Linked DNA regions of Mus musculus: region 2 is linked to region 1. A link is a contact called in public Hi-C data. All regions are on one chromosome and are shown on one strand. Each heading gives the region's core, a stretch centred on a gene start, on an enhancer-like site or on the middle of the called end of the contact. The rest is flanking DNA. Distances are from core to core; before and after follow the strand shown. Region 1 overlaps Smyd3 (SET and MYND domain containing 3). Region 2 overlaps Kif28 (kinesin family member 28).

Region 1 (5,092 bases), core at 1,797-4,296:
CTAAAGACTTCCCATTATACCCACACTCTCTACAGGTTCTACCATCTCCCAGGGGCACCATCCTGAGGACCAAGTTTCTAACATGTGGGCCCTGGGTGATATTTAGGACCCAAACTAACTCTACTACTGTCAGATGAGAAACAGCTTTCTATACAGTGAGGTTCTTACAGATTTAAAAATTAATTAATTAATTAATTAAAATAAAAAGCTTCAAACATCCACTTGGCTTCCACCATGTCCACTCTTATCCCCAGCTCGAACCAACACACAGAACACTATAGGCATCAGTTTCTGAGCCACCGGTTATAATATAGCAGTTATCTCATGATCCTCTTGGGGGAGTCTGTATGTAACAATGAGAAGGCAAGGGAAACAGAGGTCCCAGATGGACTTCCTCTGCTACAAAGTTACTTTAATACAATGCATCAATGGAGATATCCTAAGAGCTCAGAGAAACAACAAATCCCAAAGTTGTATACTCTCCACTCACCAGGGAGGCAGGAGAGGCACAGCAAGTAAGAGAGAAGTAGCCTGTGAAGTTAGAGGACACCAAAATAGTGGCGCATCACACACAGGAGAACCCGGCAGTTCAAGAATAGAGAAGCATCAACCGCGAGGGACACAGAAACCAAAGCCACAGGAGACAGGCTGTTATCACACACAGCAGGGTAGCTACAACCAAAAGACACACAAAAGCAAACGTGAACTGGCAAAGCCACTTTGGGATGTCTGGATGTCTATATGATCCCAACGTTCCAGTCCTAGACAAACACCCAGGAAAAAAAAATCAAAGGATGTCCACAACAAAGCTTATATGTAACCGTTCATGACAATAACAGTCACAAAAGCCACACATTGGAATGCATAAAAGCCACAGAACAAACATGCAGTTCCACGTGCATAAAACAGCGGAGAAAGCCAAATTCATAGACACAAAAAGCAGAGTAGACACTATCAGGAGCTGGGGTGAAGGAGTAGGAGTTGTTGTCTATCAGTTATAGGTCAGAATATAGTGCATGAATTCCCAATAAAAAACAAATTAAAAAGCCGGGCAGTGCTGGTGCACGCCTTTAATCCCAACACTTGGGAGGCAGAGGCAGGTGGATCTCTGAGTTCGAGGCCAGCCTGGTCTACAGAGTGAGTTCCAGGACAGCCAGGGCTACACAGAGAAACCCCTGTCTCGAAAAACCAAAAACCAAACAAACAAACAAATACAAAACAAATTTAAAAATTTAGTAAAAAAGAAAAAAAAATCTTCTGTTCAAGGCAATGAAAGGTTTGAAACCAGAATGCAGAGGAAGACAGAACACTGGATGCGATTAATGTTGCTGAGCTGCACACTTAAAATGAGTAAAACAGCGAAACTTTACGCTATTTCAGTACCAAAAAAAAAAAAAAATTAAAGAGCAGTAAGTTAATATGGAGGCGACCTAAGAAAATGGAGGATATAGATCAAGAGTAGGCAGTTATTTGCAGTTACCATGGTAACAACTCCTGTGATGAGGAGTAGGATGTGAGGGTGGAAAGAAGGGTGATGATTCCCTTAAGTCTGAGAGGTAGATCTGAGAGGTCAGGCTGACAGGCAAGTGGGGAGGCTTGAGGGAAAGATGGTAAGGACCCGTGGGCAGAGGACTCCCAGGGCACAGTCCTAAAGCTCCCCCAGGTAGCAGTGGCTAGGCAGGGTTTATGTGTGATCAGGAGTGCAAGACAGTGGTTCGATCTTCCCAAAATGATGATTTCCCAGCTGGGTAACCAAGACAACCACGTGTCTGTACTATAACGAAGACAGCAGACAAAGCTCTCTCTGGAATAGTCACAGAGGACTATCCAATGGCCCCCCAGAGTGTCCTTAAAACACAAGGATGCATTATATACTCCCTAACATGACACACACCATCCAAGGACATGTCTCCATATAAGACTGAGCTCCAAACTGACGGTGCCTAGACCTCCCCAGTGATTCAAAAGGAGAAAGGGACATAGGAAATGATGGTGTGGAAATGCAATCTGAGACATACCAATCTGGGGAAAGCCAAGGATGAAAAGGGAGATGTTGTCAGTAACAGAAGACAGAGGGAATCCACAGAGTAGAAACACAACGCCAAGCAGTGGTAGCCACACTCCACTGTGCGTACACTAGATTGATCACTTCCTCGTGGCTAATTCTGTATATAAATTTCACCTTAACAAAAAAAGCCTTTAATAAATTAACCAACTATAAGCATATCACCCCTTAATTGGGCCCACCAGATGTGAAGAAACAAACAAAAAATAATAATGTGTCATATTTAAGAGACATTTAAGCACTGAGCAGACATTTTCTGGTACCACGGAACTGCTGTAGCTTAGCACCAAGACACATACCCATAATCCCAGTGACAGCGAAAGGGAAGGACACATGGGCCTTTCTCGAGCCTGGTGTGGTGGTACATGCCTTTAATGAGACAAAAGCAGGCGGATCTCTGAGTTCGAGGCCAGCCTGGTCTACAAAATGAGTTCCAGGGTAGCCAAGGGCTACACAGAGAAACTCCAAAAAAAAAAAAGTATTTTATCTTATATAAGTCTATTTTCCTGTTCAGCTGTAAAGAGCAGCCTGCATGTATATGCTATTAATGCCAGAGCACGTACTCACTATTAATGAGGTCTGTTTGTTCTGAGTTAATGCACCCCACCCAGATGCCCCGAGATGCATAGAGTTTGACACCAGCAGACGCTGACTCCGCTGGCAATCCAGGCAGTGCCTATCCCAGTCAGATGAATCTAGGCAGTGCCTATCCCAGTCAGATGATGAAGGGCTGAAGACAAGAGATGCAGATATTACAAGCCTCAGACCATGGCTGACTGACCACCTAGCCGTTTACACGAGTGGAGCTCTAGAGTGACCAGTGGCAGACTGCCTCTGGCCAGCTGGCTGCAGAGCACAGGTAAGGTAGCTTCTCCAGTGCCAGCTCCCTGAATCAAGTACAGTTTACTCAACTCCTCGCTCTGCCCATTGATGACAGTGGCGACAGACAACACCAGCTCTGGGGTTCCAGTCACAGCACTCACTACCTGGGAGGCTGAGCCAGGAGGATCAGGAGTTCAAGACTAGCCTTCTCCACACAGTCAGTTCTAGGCCAGCCTGGGCTACATGAGACTCTTTCTCAAAAACTGGCAGGTAGGTAGGTAGGTAACAGCTGAAGTTAACCTCTGGCCTATACACACACACACAGAGCACATACACACAGTGCACACACACACAGCTCGCACACACACACAGCACACACACACACAGCATGCACACACACAGCACACACACACACAGCACACACACCACAAATGAAACCAAGCTGTTCCAGGGCTTTGTGAACATAATAACTTGACGCTACAGGGGAAAACAAGAATGAGTCCCAAGAAATGAAAGCCACATACTCTCAGTAGAGCAGATAGATATGAAATAAGATCTTAGAACTCACCAGTCAGGGACAGAGGAGAAAGCATCGAACCACAGAATCAGATGGACCGAGGAACCACTGAGGGGCCCCGAGTTTCTAACCACAAGCAGATAACCCACATTTTGGCTTTCTTCTAACTTACCCTGTGACTGCCTGTACCCTGAAGTCCCACAGATTTTCAAAGATTTTACTCTTCACAAAAACAAAACTAATTTTCGATTGGACCCAGATGAATCTGTTTTCTTTAAGTTAGCAAGGTTAATGTGATCAAAGGAGGCTTTCCCTCTGATGACATGTACATCTCTACTAATTCCGTGAACTGTTGGCAATCGCTTAGAATCTAGTTTGCTCATGAAACATTCACATTAATTCAAGCAAAGCATTAAAGATCGTTACATAATGAGTCACACTGAAATGGCAGAGAAGCCAGGTGTAGTGGCTCTTGCCTGTAATCCCAGCTCTCACAAGGTAGAGCCAAAAGGATCAGGAGCTTAAGGCAAGCCTCGGCTATGCAGCCAAGTGGAGGCCAGCCTGACCTATATGAGATCTTGTCTGACTAAGAAAGAAAGAGATGAAATGAGGGGGCAGTGAAAAGACCGCTAAGGGGTCTAGGAGATGTGTTTGTGAGTAAGGAACTTGTTGGACACAATTGTAGCCCTGGGCTTAGAGTCCCAGCATCCACGTAAAAAGAACAGACATATACACAAACACACAAGTCATGCCAAACACACCCACAAATACACACATGCACTCATGCACACATACACACTCATGCACATGTACCCACAAGAATGCCCATGCACAAACACAAGCTCCCCTGCCCCTCTAAAAGCTGAAGGTCTTTTTAAGAGGGCGGGGATATGCATGATTACATAATTATATTCTCTGATACAATGTGTCTCTCAAAGCTTTCTTATAGACCACGGTGCAATTAAGATGACACAGCACAGGAAAAAAACTCAGCTGACATAACAAGGCATGGTAAACATGGTAATTGGTATCTTTCTCTTTTTTCTCTTTTGCTTGGGACCTGCTCCTTTCGCAACCCAAGTAATTTTCCTAGTTTCAGACAGCGATGCACATTTTTTAAATGCATCATTATTTATTCATACTTTTAAAAGATGTCAGTCAGAAGAAGTGTGTTGGAGAAAACATAATTTCAACCTGAATATGAGTAGCCACACCTCACCTGGGAGGGATTTATAAGTGAAATCTTGTCTGTACATTTTTTGCAATTCCTGGAACAGTTAGTTTTAATAGCAATGTTGTACTGTCACCAAATAACAGAATTACTATTCACATATGAGACATTTCCACAGAAAACAGAAAGATAGCAGGGGCTGAAATCAGGTACAATTTGCTATTTAATTTAGGCAAATTAAAACCCCTCCAGTCAAGCCGGGCGTGGTGGCGCATGCCTTTAATCCCAGCACTCGGGAGGCAGAGGCAGGTGGATTTCTGAGTTCGAGGCCAGCCTGGTCTACAGAGTGAGTTCCAGGACAGCCAGGGCTATAGAGAAACCCTGTCTCGAAAAAACAAAACAAAACAAAACAAAACAAAACCCCTCCAGTCTTCAGTTTCCTAATCGATTAAAATTTGACTTATACCAAAAAAAATTTTCAGAAAACTCTAGATGATTAAATGAGGTCACACACACA
Region 2 (4,731 bases), core at 1,231-3,730, 220 kb after region 1:
CGAGTCACTTTGGTTTGTTTGTTTGCTTGTTTTATTATTTTTTTTTAATTTATTTAATATGAGTTCTCTGCTGCATATACATCCGCCTGCCTGAAGAGGGCATCAAATTCCCCTAAAGATGGTTGTGAGCCAACACTCAGTTCCTGGGAATTGAATTCAAGACCTCTGGAAGAGCAGCTAGTGCTCTTAACTCCTGAGCCATCTCACCAGCCCCTTGAGTCACTTTGTTAAAACCCTTAACAAAACTTAGGCCTTCCCTCCCACCCCAACTGCCTGGCCAGCTCTCCCTCCCCAGACCAGCTGCTCTACAAGTCACCCCTCCGTCCTAGCCCCTGGGTGTCATCCAACTCTAGGAGGGGCTGAGCTTGGCCTCCTGACTTGATTTACCTGCTGCTCCAGCGCCCCTGAATCCAAGCAGCAGTGCGTTCTCGGCCCTGGAAGCTCTCGCCAGTGGACAGGTGTTGATCACCGCTCTGTTGCGAACCTTCTTAGCCCTGCATTTGCAATGGCAGACACACTCTCAGGCCCTTTTGCAGTCAGAGCTTTAGCACCAGCCCTGGGGTAACAGCAGGCAAGCTGAGATCCCGGGTGAAACCATGTCAGCTCTCGCTACCTGGTGTGCCTAGCCTTTTGACATTGTGACACTACATTGTCATCTACAAATTTCTTGGGCCATATTTACATTGTGGGCCTGTGGGTCACAGGCTAGACATATCTGCAAGCATGAAGACCAAAGCTGATCTCAGTAACCTACATGCTTCACACAAATTCACTAAGCTCAGCCCAGTCCCTGTGCTGGGCCCCTGAACATCCTGGGTCCTGAACACTCTTGGCTAATCCAAGAATGTGCTTCATCAACAATTAGAACCCAGGGAGCCATAGGCAAACTGCCCCACTATGTGCCACAGGCTGCGGTCAACTCACAGGGTTTCTGTTCCTGCCCCCACCTCCCATGTCACCACAGAAACTCAGGCATACCTGACTTACTCTCCATCTAAAATTTGAATTTAACTGAGTATCTTATGCTATTTTTATCTTGATGTTGGGGATTAGACCTGCTTTACCACAGGACTTCACCGCCACAGCTGTCTCAAGCCTTTGCCATTTTATTTCACAAAAGAAATTTTAAACAGGGGCTGGTGAGATGGCTCAGTGAGTAAGAGCACCCAACTGCTCTTCCGAAGGTCCAGAGTTCAAATCCCAGCAACCACATGGGGGCTCACAACCATCCGTAACAAGATCTGACTCCCTCTTCTGGTGTGCCTGAAGACAGCTACAGTGTATTTACATATAGTAATAAATAAATCTTAAAAAAAAAAAAGAAAAAAGAAATTTTAAACAGATTCTAATGAGGCTTGCACCAAGCCCAAAGTCCAGGACAGAGTGGATAGAACCCAGAGCCCCTCTGTGCACAACCCCTCCCAGAAATCTACTAGCCCAACAGTTACCCAGGGACAGCTTGCCTAGCCAGCCACATGCCAGGTGCAAGTGAAAGAACCTAGTGGGGAACCCCCCACCCGATTCTCGGCATGCACCCAAGAATCACGAACAGACATCTTGATGTAATTACATGAGGACGTTTAATTACGGAGCTCCGGACCAACATGCATCCCACATAGGAGATAACGGATGTCGGCCACGAGGCTCGAAAGCCAGGGGCTTTTATGGGGTAATGGGCTCAGGGGTGTGGAATTCAGCATAGCGACACACTATTGGCTTATTCAAACATTAACAGAAAGAACACAGGGCATCAGGACTTTGTTCCTGTGGGCTGGGGGCTTATCTTTGTTCACATAGCAACCAGTTGATGTATGACTTTACCCGGCGTCAAGGGGCAATAGACAGAGGGGAGATTCTGGCCAGATGGTGTTGACTTAGATAATATAGCCCTGCTGGTCCTTGCATACCTTTTTATCTTTACAGTCAAGATGTTCTTAGGAATGCCTTAATCAACAGCCTACAGTCAAGATGTTCTTAGGAATGCCTTAATCAACAGCCTACAGTCAAGATGTTCTTAGGAATGCCTTAATCAACAGCCCGGCTCTGGCATGCCTGGGGGCTGTTCTGCTTTGTTCTTAGTCCCAGGCTGGGGCCATGGGCTCTTAAACTCACAAGTTACAATATTTTATTTTCCTTCACAAGCCAACCCCCCCAGCCCCCTCAACCCCCCCACCCCCGCATAAGAACTACTTAGCTACTCCAGCTTTCTCCCTGCCCCTCTCCTCCCTCCTCCCCTCACCCTTCTCTCCCTCCACATCTCTCCATCTTTCTCCCTCCATCTCTCTGTCCGTCTCCTATTCTTCTCTTCTCTCCTCTCTCTTCCCATCCTTTTCTGTCCCCCTCCTTTCTCTGTCTCTACCCCTTTCCCAGGTCCCCATCTCTTCCCCCAATAAACTTCCTTTTGTACCAGGCCTGTCGCATGTACTAGGCATGTCCCCTCAGGGGAACGCCTCGGTGGCCTGGGGCCACTGAGCTGCTCCCTCCCACAACCTTATGCCACCTTTGATAAAACACAGCAAAGAGGGCTGGAGAGATGACTCAGCAGTTAAGAGCACCCAGCAACTACACGATGGATGGCTCACAACCATCTGTAATGAGATCTGATGCCCTCTTCTGGGGTGTCTGAAGACAGCTACAGTGTACTTACATATAATAAGTAAATAAATGTTTAAAAAAACACACACACACAACAAAAATTGCAGCAACAGGTGGGAGAAGAACATCTAGAATGTTCCTAAAGCCTGAGTTCCACCTACAGATCTGAGCTTGCATTACAGATACTGGGAGAAAATGCGGTGTGAAAAGGTACTGCCTCTGAGCCACGAAGGCTGGGAAGGGACCCTGGCTGAGAAGTGTCTGAAGGTCCCTTAGGAGAAGCACAACTGCACTGTAGGGTTTTGTTGCCTAGCTGGCTGGAGCTCTAACTCACTGAGATTCACCTGCTTCAGACTCCCAGATGCTGGGATTAAAGGCCACACACTACCACCTTTAAGGTCCATGATGTAATTTGTGATTATCCCTGTGAGAACAGCAAGAACAACTGCCGTGTTTATCCCTGCGTCCTTACTGTCAAGCCCACCCTCCAGCCCCTCCTCCCCTCTCCCGGGCCACTTGGTCCTCCCCACTGGACCCCCAGCCCAAACACCAAGCCATCAAGTAGAGCTGAACAGGGTTGTGACTCAGGACACAGAACATGATGACTAGGTACCCCCCACAAGCTACCCACCTCTCAGCATATCTCAGTGTCGACAAGGTTTCCTCATAACAGATGTCAGCTGGACTTAGGGCTGCAATCTGGAAAGGCCCCGGAGCAGACTTAGGTCATCAGGAGTTTATTACCATCGATGCTATTACAATAGCTAACATTGGGGCTGGGAGAATGACACGGACAGTAGGGTACTTGCTTTGCAAGCATGAGGTACTGAGTTTGATACCAGAACCCATATAAATATGCCACATGTACTGGAGCACACTTGTGAAGCAGAGGCAGGAGGACCCATGGAGCTTACTGGCCAGTGGTCTAATTGGTGAGCTCCAGGCCAACAAGAAGCCCAGTCTCAAAGGAAGTAGATGACATTCCTGAGGATGACCCTCCTGAGGTTGTCTGTCCTTTATACACACACACACAAACACACACACACACATGCACACACAGACACACATGGACATTCCCACCTATGCATACACAGACACCTCATGAACACACGTGCTGATAAAAAAAAAAGAAACTAATATTCACAAAACATTTTATGTAATTGTAGTGGCTATTCCTGGTTGTCAACTTGACTATATCTGGAATTAAAAGAAAATAAAACTTGAGACTTGTGATTCATGTAATGTATGTCAAGTAGCCCAAAGAGTTGTTTGTGAGCTTTAAAACCTGGGGCTGAAAAAATAGCAGAACAGGCCGGGACATGCCCGGGCAGGCCCATCGATACCTGTCCTGACTGGCCTGGTACCTCCCTATCTCCCGCCCTTCTGACAGTCTGTTGATGTTTAAATGGACCAATCATGTGAAACCACGCAAATTCCTCCCCCAGCCCCACCCCTTTTCTATAAAAGTCCCTAGCTTCCAAGCCTCGGGGTCGAAACCACTGTCTCCTGTGTGAGATACTTTTCGAACCGGAGCTCCGCCATTATGGCTCCACCATGTGGTCGACACCTCTGTCTCCTGCGGGAGATACGGGTCGGCCCGGAGCTCCGTCATTAATCTACCTCATGCTTTTACATCAAGATGGTTGTCTGTTCGTGATTCTTGGGTGCGCGCCAAACGGAAAATGAGTGGGGGTTTCCCCACTAGGTTCTTTCAGAATGAACCACAATCCAGAATTGGAAAGCTCACCAGTGTCCCTAATCTGGAGGCTGGGAGATAACAAGTTTCTGACCTGGATCTTCACATGGAGATCTTGAGGCATGGTGGCTATGAATTCTAAAAGATTAAGACAGGGAGATCTCTAAATTTAAGGTCATCTGAGTTTAAAGGCATGGTAACACACACCTTTAATCTGGGCCACACCTTCTGCTAGAGACCTACATAAGGACATTAGAAAAAGGAAGATATACCCTCTCTCTTCTCCTGTTTGCCTTGTGGAACTAAACAACTGCTAGATTCTTGGACTTCCATTCACAGCTGCTGCTGACCATTGTTGGGGAGTTGGACTACAGACTGCAAGTCATCAACAAATTCCCTTACTATATAGAGACTATCCATAAGTTCTGTGGTTCTAGAGA

What was found. Hi-C and Micro-C count contacts between places; a contact is called where the count stands out from the background.
Region 2: a contact with region 1 is called in a Hi-C map of the G1E-ER4 cell line, with 4 times the contacts expected there. The contact joins two enhancer-like sites. A contact is called at or near these places in 6 of 484 Hi-C or Micro-C datasets (the BV-2 cell line, the G1E-ER4 cell line, centroblasts and 3 more) and 1 of 9 other capture datasets (adipose tissue).

The regions. Positions count from the first base shown.
Region 1 is chr1:179,489,620-179,494,711 of GRCm38.p6, forward strand. All of the region lies in intron 1 of Smyd3 (SET and MYND domain containing 3), which reads right to left. Among named protein-coding and RNA genes, the nearest start is that of Smyd3, 26 kb to the right of the region's middle. Within about 2 kb of position 3,047, at least 21 of the 459 cell types and tissues checked have an H3K27ac peak or open chromatin away from gene starts, as enhancers often do. A contact at or near this core is called in the G1E-ER4 cell line, where this site is marked.
Region 2 is chr1:179,713,486-179,718,216 of GRCm38.p6, forward strand. Kif28 (kinesin family member 28) reads right to left here. Exons shown (of 23, transcript NM_001370897.1): 8 at 3,227-3,294; 9 at 388-494. Among named protein-coding and RNA genes, the nearest start is that of Kif28, 29 kb to the right of the region's middle. Within about 2 kb of position 2,481, at least 11 of the 459 cell types and tissues checked have an H3K27ac peak or open chromatin away from gene starts, as enhancers often do. A contact at or near this core is called in the G1E-ER4 cell line, where this site is marked.